Linked DNA regions of Zea mays: all the other regions are linked to region 1. A link is a contact called in public Hi-C and HiChIP or PLAC-seq data. All regions are on one chromosome and are shown on one strand. The core of a region is the stretch at or near the end of the contact, and the rest is flanking DNA. Distances in the headings are between cores, read along the strand shown. Region 1 holds the start of LOC100192835 (60 ribosomal protein L14). Region 2 holds the start of LOC100285205 (NIN-like protein 1). Region 3 holds the start of LOC100278236.

Evidence for each region. A called contact is a pair of places that touch in the nucleus more often than the background predicts. HiChIP or PLAC-seq counts read pairs in DNA pulled down with a chosen protein or histone mark.
Region 2: a Hi-C map of ear shows a contact between it and region 1, with 2.9 times the contacts expected there. The contact joins the promoter of LOC100285205 here to the promoter of LOC100192835 in region 1. A contact is called at or near these places in 4 of 25 Hi-C or Micro-C datasets (ear, endosperm and leaf).
Region 3: a contact with region 1 is called in an H3K4me3 HiChIP or PLAC-seq map of leaf, with 4 times the contacts expected there. The contact joins the promoter of LOC100278236 here to the promoter of LOC100192835 in region 1. A contact is called at or near these places in 1 of 25 Hi-C or Micro-C datasets (leaf) and 1 of 3 datasets of contacts at active chromatin or transcription factors (leaf).

What each region holds. Positions count from the first base shown.
Region 1 is chr2:203,758,723-203,762,198 of Zm-B73-REFERENCE-NAM-5.0, reverse strand. It overlaps LOC100192835 (60 ribosomal protein L14), which reads right to left and starts at 1,840. Exons shown (of 5, transcript NM_001138026.1): 1 at 1,789-1,840; 2 at 1,585-1,686; 3 at 1,038-1,167; 4 at 799-911; 5 at 466-711. The coding sequence starts at 1,791. The coding sequence ends at 655.
Region 2 is chr2:203,975,042-203,978,517 of Zm-B73-REFERENCE-NAM-5.0, reverse strand. LOC100285205 (NIN-like protein 1) reads right to left here and starts at 1,588. Exons shown (of 4, transcript NM_001158099.2): 1 at 551-1,588; 2 at 126-173. The coding sequence starts at 1,357. It overlaps LOC103647637 (a long non-coding RNA gene), which reads left to right and starts at 939. Exons shown (of 3, transcript XR_004856409.1): 1 at 939-1,884; 2 at 1,969-2,067.
Region 3 is chr2:203,903,793-203,907,268 of Zm-B73-REFERENCE-NAM-5.0, reverse strand. LOC100278236 reads right to left here and starts at 1,639. Exons shown (of 4, transcript NM_001367354.1): 1 at 1,542-1,639; 2 at 2-849. The coding sequence starts at 827.

The DNA.
Region 1 (3,476 bases), core at 591-3,090:
GCCCAGAGTGACTAGGGTCCTTCCAACAAGGGTGTCGAACCCTGTTAATAGGGCAACCATTAGACAATTGTGTGACTGTGTCCAAGTCCGTTACTCACCGGAATGTGACTAGATAGGTCTCCGATGCTTACCAGAATGTGACTAGAGAAGTCTCATGAACGCTGATCTAGCTAGGGAATTAGACCATACGCTCCTATACAATGTCATCGTGACTATTGAGCCTCATCAAAGATCAACGATCAAAATGGATCACGTGACTGTTGAGTCTCATCAAGAAGATCAATGATCAAGTGTTGGATGGTCAGACGCTTGTATTTTCAGCCTAGACTTGTCGTAACAGTTAATTGCCCGCCCAACTCATCATTTAGCTCCCTTGCCTATATTTTTAGCTAACGATACCCTTTGAAATGTGAGGAAGAAACTTTGAGTTGATAGTCACGAGATTTGCGGCCTCGTTACACATTTGCCACAAGCTACCATAGATATTCCATATCATTCATGGCAAAAGTATCCTGAGCACGCCCGTGCTTGATAAAGTTTGAAATGGGTTTACAGGGAACATATTGGTAATTCTGGCTTTGACAACGCTCAATCGAATTGCTGATCCAACTCATAACCAAAAACTCTAACATGACATTCACGGAAAGAGACTCCTTAAGCCGTGGACGCCTTCTTCAGCTTGGCGAGCTCTTGCCTGATAGCACCGCCCCTCTGTTCACATAAAAGAAAAAGAAAGTGTGAGCCAGCAATATAGACACTGTCAACAGGAACTAGACATTTGACAGGAAGGTTCCTGACCTTAATCTTCGCCAGCATGACTTTGAACCTATCAAAGTCATTGAGCGATGCTCTCCTCTTCTGGACAATCAGCTTCTTGCCCCATGAGCTGTTCTCCCACTTGGTCTTCACATCTGAAAAAAGAATAGCAAGAGATCAAATAAGTGTCACCATTCTCTTATGGGCAATCATCTAGAATATAGAAGTTGAATAAAGTGTGGCGGTGCTAAAGAGGTCCACAACATAAGCTCTAGAGTTACCAGCTTCCTCCATCGCCTTGATCAGGGCTGTCTTCTTGGGGACACGTTTGATGTCAATCTTGATGTCAGTAAGTGAGAGCCGCTTGAAGTTCACCTGGCACCTGACCATATCAGGGGCATCCACAAGTGCCTGGTTCACAGAATGCAACAAGGCGATGAGGGCTTGAATGCTTGATTAATCAATTACAGCAAGACAAATAATCAAGGCAACGCAGAGATAGGTTGCTAGATACTGAACATTCGTTGCACCTTAAAAGGAATCTAAACGAGGGATTCGGTCTTGGTTCATTCGGGGAACAAGTTTGGCAAACAGCCCTTAGCCTCCTGGCATTGCCAAATGCTAAGGTACTATCTCCTCCATTTATCTCAAGAGTAGGTATGGTTAACCGCTAGATGAGGGCACGAGGGCACGCTACTTGGCCAATTCAAATAAATTGAATCAGGTGCTACCAAATACAGCGATTGTTCACATTTCTAACGAAGATCAGCAGATACAAACCCATTACTACCAGTAGTACAAAGCACGAGCCTAAAGGTCAGTCCTTACCCTGTTCTGGTCGACCACATCGACGATGACAACGAGACGGCCATAGTCCTCCCCGTAGTTCACCAGGGCCACGCGCCCGATCTCCACGAACCTCTTGAACGGCTGCACGCATAGCACAAACACACAAAACCCCAAGTCAGAACCCGCACAACTCATAACCCCCACCGGAACTAACACCACTGACACTAAGCGCGATCGACGTACCATCCTCGCGGTGGCGGTGGCGGCGCGGTGAAGCGGCTGGAGCGAGTGGGCGAAGCGCGGTGGAAGATAAACCAGAAACTAGGGTTCGGCGGTGGGAGTGCCCTATAAAGTGCCGTGCAAGTCCACTGGCGCCGTCGGATCAAGAGAAGCGACACTCTGGCCGTCCGATCCAGATCAGCGGAGTAAGAAGTCTACTGGGCCTTTGGGGCCTCGTTTGGAAGTCCGAATGCTGTGAATGTCCCTGGCTTTCCTTCTAGCAGAAACCCGCGTGGAACTCGGCCACAGACCAGATTTCCCCGGCATTTGGAAGCCCACGCGGGGTTACCTCGAAGAAGTACCTTTTTATTTTTACATTTAAAAATTGGAATAATTGGATCTATACTATTAAAAGATCCAAACTTTAGATATATACCATGGACCCCACATGTCATTGACTCATGTGGACCCACATGTAAGTGAGATAGTAATGGTATAGATCCAAAGTGGTGATCTTTTAATGGTATGGATCCAAATTTCCCTTAAAAATTATTTGAAATTTTTAAACGATATCCAAAACTGAAATCTCTATTGAAAATGGTTGGTTTTGTCAATTTTGGGTATATCCAGTAAAATCCGAACCCGAAATTTCGGGTAATAGTTTTTAAAACAAAAAATTGGGTAGTTGCTTTTAATACCGAATTATTCGACTAAAATATTTCGGGTAACCCGAATGCACAGGTATGTTTTTTTTCTAGACGATGATGATAGCTACCGAATCTAGGATTAATAGATATCGAAGCAGATAGGAAGGGGGTGGAGGTTCCTTTTCACCTCTACCCCTGCAAGGCTGCAAGGCTGCAACCTTCTCGCCAAGTGCCACCAGCGCGGTACGTGTGTCGCCAACACCCTCAAAGTCCTCACCGGTGGCTATCAGGTTTGTTAGATTGAAAATTAGTTAGAAATGTATCACATTTCTCATCCCAGCGATAGTCTGTTAAAAAAGTTTTGTTGTCTTTGTAGAATGAAACGTACATATAAGTTTGTTGCGGTGAAATTGCCTATGCGATCCTTTAACCGTACTTTGGCAGAGTTGGTTAGTGAAAGTGGATCATACTAATTGTGTTGGATACTTGGCAACATCTAGAATTAACTTTATATTTCCTTTTCAGCTGCAAGCATGCGAGGGCTTGTTGCTCTTAGGCTCTCAGATGAGAGTATCCTACCCTTCCACTACAACAATTATGCCACAGAGCTTGACCTCTCCTTAGGAGCTCCCAAACAAATTATAGATTCACCTATTTCAGTTTTTTCCCATTTTCTATTTTTTGGTAAGTCCAAATTTATAGAATCACGACAGTTGTCCTGGTTATCAGAATGGAGCATTGGGTATCTGAAAGAGTACTGTGAATGTCTGTGTGAGCTTGTCACCCTTACACAAGTCAATCAAAGAGTTCAGAAAGGCAGTTATAAAAGTGGATTCTGAATTAAAGGTATATATTCTCCAGATTGTTGCATGTTGTTTCCTGATTCATGCTTTCAACATTGTTTAACTTTTTAGTTTTTTGTTAGGCTCTACAGACATGGAAAATTTTGGTCCCAATGTAGAAACAATCCCTTGAAGGTTAGAGGCATCAATGAACGGTTGATGATGATTGAACAGGCATTCACAGACCATGGAGGACTATCTGGATGGCCACGGTACAAACACC
Region 2 (3,476 bases), core at 339-2,838, 220 kb before region 1:
TTCATACATGCCTACATTAAATTGGAATATAGAGGTCCTGCGATTCTTATCTTTGTAAAAATGAGATATTTGCCAAATTTTTCAAAGCTGCGATACAACGAGTGTATAATTTATTTTCTGCTCACCTTTTTGCGTGGAATGCTCGAAACTTCTGTACTTCTGAGATTAACTGCCTGCAAAGACCCTTGTCATAATAGGAAAGCCCAGATCTGGAAACACTCTATTGATTTTCTACAGTAAATAATTGTCGTGCAGGTATTTCAAGCCGGTTTTTAAAAAACTGGTTTTTATATTTTAGTTAGGAGAAATTAGCTTCTTGGTTTTAAGAAATTGAGAATTCAATTTCTATAAACCGAGCCATATGTTTGGAACCACCTCAATTTCCATAAGTTTATTAAAAATTGGGTGCTTCTAAATATGTCCTCCATAAGTTTATTAAAAATTGGGTGCTTCTAAACATGTCCTAAGCTGGTGAGTGGATCTCCTAACCTAACGCATTTGCGGTATACTTCTCTGAACTTTCAGGGGCAGTGAGATTGAGGTCTCCTACCTGTAGAGCACTGCAGATGGTGTTGAGCTCAGAGGTGAAGTTGAGCTTCTGCTTTGTCATGATCAGCTCGATAACGCCCAGGCAACTGTAACTTCTTTTCTCGAACACTGGCAGCCCCATGGTGCCGTGGACATCGAGGTACTTTGCATCTGTCACCCTGGCGTACTCGTAGCTGGTGAAGCACCTGATGTCCGGCGACCACTCAGGGAGCCTGCCGATGAAGACCCTCCCTGGCAACCCTGGTGACTCCCCTGACCTAACGTCGGCTGGGAACTGGTACTTGGTGGACACCTCCCTGAACCGGATGAGGCTGTCGGAGCGGTGGTCGAGCGTGAACGGCTGACCGCTGGTGGTCAGCACCAGCTTCCCGTCATCGCGGTTGACCGGCACCCAGAGCTGCACGAGGACGTCGCCGTCGCTCTGCGTATCACGGATGTAGGACAGGGCCTGGCTGAACCGCTCCCGCACGGAGGGGGTGCTCGCGCCGCCCGTCTGAATCAACCAGCTGGCGTTCGCGGCCGGCGCCGCCGTCGTCGTCACTGTGGTGGCCGTCGCGTCAGCCGAGAAGAAGGCCGAGGGTGGAGGAAACGCTACCGAGTTGGGCGAGCGCGAGACCACCTCGAGCCAACCGTTGTCGCCGGACAGTAGCTGCTCAAGGAGATCCAAGTCGACGGCCCCCGCGCCTTCGGACGTGGTGCGTGCCACGGAGATGCTCGGAAGCTGCGGGTCTCCTCCCTCTTCCATGCAGATGCAGGTAACACTCTCTTCAGAACCTGCTCTACACAGTTCATCGCGAACGCACTGCATCAGTGGTAGCTATGATCTTGGTAACGCTAACAACAAAACTTGGGCATGCAAGGCCACAGTGCTTCACTTCTGTTCTGCTGGAGATCAAGAAGCAAGGCTCCATGCACATCTTGGGCTAGGAAACCATGGGAATCCTTGGGAGAATTTTGTGCTAGGCATGTTGCCTTCAGGTTGCAGGGTGTGGGAGAACACATCATTTTCAATGGAAAGCAAGCAGCGAAAGAGATTGATAGTTAGGTAGCAAGCAGCTCACTGTTAATCACACGCCTGACGCCTCCGTTCTTGTCATCAAAAAGGCTCCCGTTCTCCTCTCTTCCTCCTGTGGATTAGCTAGGTGCCAGCCTCCACCAGGTAGCTCGGTTCTGCTCACCTCAACTCACCCCCGGAAATGGCTCGATGCTCCACTGCATCTAGTGGTCCTAGTGGATCCTGCTGCGCTGCGAAACGGAAAGGAGAACAAAAAAAATTGCTTGGCCGGGCTTCGCTTGGTGTTGCCCTTATTTTTTGGCGTCGTCGTTACAACAAAGGTTGTGGGGACACCATCGTAATTTTGTTTTTATTTATTTGTTAGAATCTTTCCCTTTCACTGAGGGCCCAGCTGCACCACGCAGGAATCCAATCATAGGTCCATACCCGCTTGGCGCTTCCATATTTTCCATATATAAAGTCAACTTGCAAGGGTGATTCTGCAGCTTCAGAAGGATTCCTTGGTAAGAAAATCCTCTCTTGCACAATACCACGAGTGTTTTTTGAGATTTTTTTTTTAAAATGGTGGTTTGCAAACAGGAGGAACTGGGGACGGCCGTTTTTCACATATAAACAAGAGGAACTGAGACCCAAACTGTCTATTCATGCTGTGGTAGATTTTGGGAATTTTGTAGAAAAGGTGCCTTGTACTTGTAACTATTGTTGAATAACTCACCAAATTCATTTGTCAATTCTGATTCCGGTGACACAAGCATGACCACTGAAATGCAGGCAACAGGGCCTAACCTCAGTGGTGAAAACAGGGGATCAGGGGTGGTCTCTTGATTAGAGATTCTAGCATATATTGGTGTAGGGCCAATCAAAATTTGTCCTCTCTACTCAAATAAAGGCAAACCACAAATTCCGGGACAACTGTTTCTGAAAAGGTTGGAATTTTATATGTAAAATACCCCCACTACCTTGCCATCAAATACATGGTTCTGTCTAACAGAAAAAGTCATAGTAGAAATTTTCTTTTCTGGTTATCTCAACTTATATGGTATAATTCTCTTCTTTATTAACGATTACATTTTCCTTTACTTTGATTGAAACAAATCAATAGATACATTTGTAATTATGCTATCATCTCGTTTGTTTCTAATCATGTCCAATTTAAAATGAACCACTTTTGCAAATGCCTATGTAAAAATGTTTAGACAACAACAACAACAAAGCCTTTTTGTCCCAAGCACGTTGGGGTAGGCTAGAGATGAAACCCCATATGAAAATCTCAGAGCTCAACCCCAAAGAAAAGAAAAGGGAGACAAAGGCAAAGGAGAACCGAAAAACGACGAAACGGGGAAACACATAAAAATAAATAAAACCCACAAGAACCAGCAAGATCTAAAGGGGCACAAGAAAAGGTCAAATGATTAAGGAGGAAAAGCGAAACTACAAATCAGGGTTCTGGCACGTGAATTGCACACTTCCACTCCTTCCTATCCACGGCGAGCTCTTTATCAATATTTCACTCCTTCAGGTCCCTTTTCATAGCCTCTGTCCACGTCAAGGTTGGTCGACCTCTACCTCTCTTCACATTCTCGGGACGCCTAATTATTCCAATATGCACTGGTGCCTCTCCAGGTCTTCGTTGGATATGTCCAAACCATCTCAAACGATGTTGCATAAGCTTCTCCTCAATTGGCGCCACTCCTACTCTCTCTCGTATATCATCATTCCAGACTCGATCTCTCCTTGTGTGGCCACATATCCAGCGCAACATACTCATCTCTGCCACACTTAGTTGTTGGACATGTCGTGTCATGGGCATCATAGGGAGCGGTCACCACCATGCAGTCCGCACCCACAGGAAAGGAAAGAATAAGATTGAGATGAGCTGGGATAAGGCTAGAGAATAAGATTGAGATGAGAG
Region 3 (3,476 bases), core at 390-2,889, 150 kb before region 1:
CTATGTACATATTCTTCCTGGTCAGATTGCTCATTATGTCTCAAGAATTCCTGCAGACGAAGGAATCTTTCACTCCGATCCTGATTGCTCGATCTTGGCTCATGAGCTTGATTAGATGCTAAAGTAGTAGTAGCATCATTAGATGATGCATTGGTACCCAGAGCACTGCAAGATGCTAAATTAGTAGCAGATATAGCAGCGCGAGATGCTGTGTTAGCAGCCGAAACACTGCTTGGTGCTAAGTTAGCAGATACAGAGCTTTGAAGCACTGAAGCAGAGGAGACCACATTGCTAGCATGTGGCAGACTAGTAGTCACATCATTAGCTGGCTGGGCAGCAACCTTTCCTGGAGATTGCTTCCCAAAAGAACAGTGAGGAGACAAAACTGCAGGTTGCAAAGCAGGGGAGGATGTAGCAGCAGCTGGAGATGCAAATCGGGGAGCACACTGGGTGTGAGTTGCATTGTTTTGATGCTTCAGAATTCGTCCCTGTGACTGCAAGCTGCCTGCACAAGCTTTCTTCAAGCTTGTAGAACTGGCACTTTCTCCGTGGGTAGCAGTAACCCCTTTGCTCTGATCAGTTTCAAGCCTCCTTCGCACATACACAAGATGGCCATTTGCCCCTGGATTGCCCAGCGTGTGATGATTGGTCGGACTCAAGGGGCCATAAGGCTGTGGTCGCTTTATGCCAACTGTAGCAGCAACTTTGTTTTCAGGAAAAGGAGAAGTTGTGGGTTGCTCATTAACAACATTCTTGGGCTGTTTTGGTGATTCCCTCAGTGCTGCCGTATTCTCTGAAACTGAGTGCGGGTTGTCACCACGAGGCATGGTGCCTCTGCCACGAAGTAACCTGGATCGATTTATATGTCATCAGCAGCATTTAATGGTATTAGTTACCAACAAGCACGAAGACCAACTTGCCACATGCCAAGTCAATTGTAAAATTTAGTTTTAAATTTTTTTTTTCAGTTATGCTACCTGTGCAGTTTCCAGCCACAATCTGACGCAAGCATTACATACTTGCAGAATACAGTTTGTGCGACTTTGCTCATGTTGTTTTGAACATTTTTATCACAGAGTACAGGAGATAAAGGTACCCGGCAGTAAAATATGAGTAAACAAGAACACAACAATCGCTGGAGACAAACTGACGGCGACTAGGAACTTCATATCTATGATAAGCAAACATGCGGGGGGGGGGGGGGGGGGGGGGGGGGGCAGTACAGGAAATACACCTGCTCTCGATTACTATCGTGCCGGCTGCTGCCGCTTTCGAACAGCAATCCGGAGCCCCCCGAAAAAACTACAGTGTAGTTCCGCCTCACAGGTTACTGTAGAAAACAGCGGCTGCTGCTGTAGTGCCTGCACTGCAGCGAACAGGTTCGTATGATTTTTTTTTCAAAACAAATTGAATTTAGTGTGTGTAAACATATAACTGAGTCAGATGATAAGACCCAACCGACATAAGATCTGGATACAAATAGCTCGCATTAGGTTTTGTGGTACTCCGTTCGCACACCGGGAAGAGAAAGAAGGGCGTACCAGGTGGATGCTCGTCGGCGGGAAGAGCCCGACGAGGAGGACGGCGCCGCCACGAAAGAAGCCACAGGACTACAGGAGAGAGTGAAAGTGAAGTAGTGAGATGGAGATGTATTGGAGAAATTTGCGCATCAGGATATCATATCAGAGCCAGCCCATATAGGCCAAGTGGGGAAGCAACATGCCTCTGTTGCCTCTCTTTTTTTTCCTTCGTGTTTTCCTTGTATATGTAGTTTATCATGTTTAATTATTTCTATACTTTTTTGTGCCACTAATATGTTTTATCGAAAATTTCAGTGCATACATTTTATTGGTTTTTTAAGAAAATGTGAGCACCTCTAAAAGACCCCTAAAATTATTCTCTTATCTTCTTATAGGTCAGTGCCCGTGCGTTGCAACGGGGACATATCGATAACTTATATATGCTCATATGTGTTATATAATTATGAGATAGAGGATGACATATATGAGCTGTCCGGGATGACACCGAAGAGAAACTCGGCCCTGTGACGCATGGGCACTCACCTAATAAAATATGAAGCCAGAACATAAACAGTTCTCGGAAGCCCTGCCAAAGGGACCCTAAAGAATCACATGAAGATTTTGCAGATAGTTTAAAGCAAGTATTAAAGCAATCTGCAATGTGACAAACAATCCAAGGGACTTCTATTGGTAAGAGGGGTTTGGACGTTTGGTACAATGGAAATTACACAACAATCTCTCCGCTTGCCACAAAATATAAATGTACATAATTTCAGAAGACCCATACAAAGAAACTAGGAAAAAATGGTGCTTTCATGCCCACCTCAACTCTTATGGAAGGAAAAGGGAAAAGTGGAACACTTGAGACATATATATTTACACGATGGAGAGATGGGGATGATGCCAGGACAATGGTACATCTTAAAAAGAATAAACTACCTACATTCTTTCATTCCTTTTAAGAAAAAATAATAACTGAAAGTCGCCTAGAGGGGGGTGAATAGGGCGAATCTGAAATTTATAAACTTAAGCACAACTACAAGCCGGGTTAGCGTTAGAAATATGAATGAGTCCGAGAGAGAGGGTGAAAACAAATCGCAAGCAAATAAAGAGTGAGACACAAGGATTTGTTTTACCGAGGTTCGGTTCTTGCAAACCTACTCCCCGTTGAGGTGGTCACGAAGACCGGGTTTCTTTCAACCCTTTCCCTCTTTCGAACGGTCACTTAGACCGAGTGAGCTTCTCTTCTCAATCAAACGGGACACAAAGTCCCCGCAAGGACCACCACACAATTGGTGTCTCTTGCCTCGGTTACAATTAAGTTGATCACGAAATAATGAGAAACAAAAGAAGCAATCCAAGCGCAAGAGCTCAAATGAACACAACAAATCTCTCTCTCTAATCACTAAAGCTTTGTGTGGAGTTGGGAGATGATTTGATCTCTTTGGTGTGTCTTGCATTGAATGCTATAGCTCTTGTAAGGTGTAGAAGTGTAGAAACTTGGATGCCATTGAATGTGGGGTGGTTAGGGTATTTATAGCCCCAACCACCAAAAATGACCGTTGGAAGTGTGCTGTCGCATGGCGCACCAGACAGTCCGGTGCGCCACCGGACACTGTCCGGTGCGCCAGCCACGTCAGCAGACCGTTGGGGTTCGACCGTTGGAGCTCTGACTTGTGGGGCCTCTGGGCTGTCCGGTGGTGCACCGGACAGGTCCTGTAGACTGTCCGGTGTGCCAACTGCGCGTGCTCTGACTCTGGCGCGCACTGTAGCGCATTGAATGCGGTTGCAGACAACCATTGCGCGTGAAGTAGTCGTTGCTCCGCTGGCACACCGGACACTGTCCGGTGACTCACCGGACAGTCCGGTGTGCACCGGACAGTGCGGTGAATTATAGCGGAGCGCCCTTGGAATTTTCCGAAGGTAGCGAGTTCAGCGTCGAGTACCCTGGTGCAC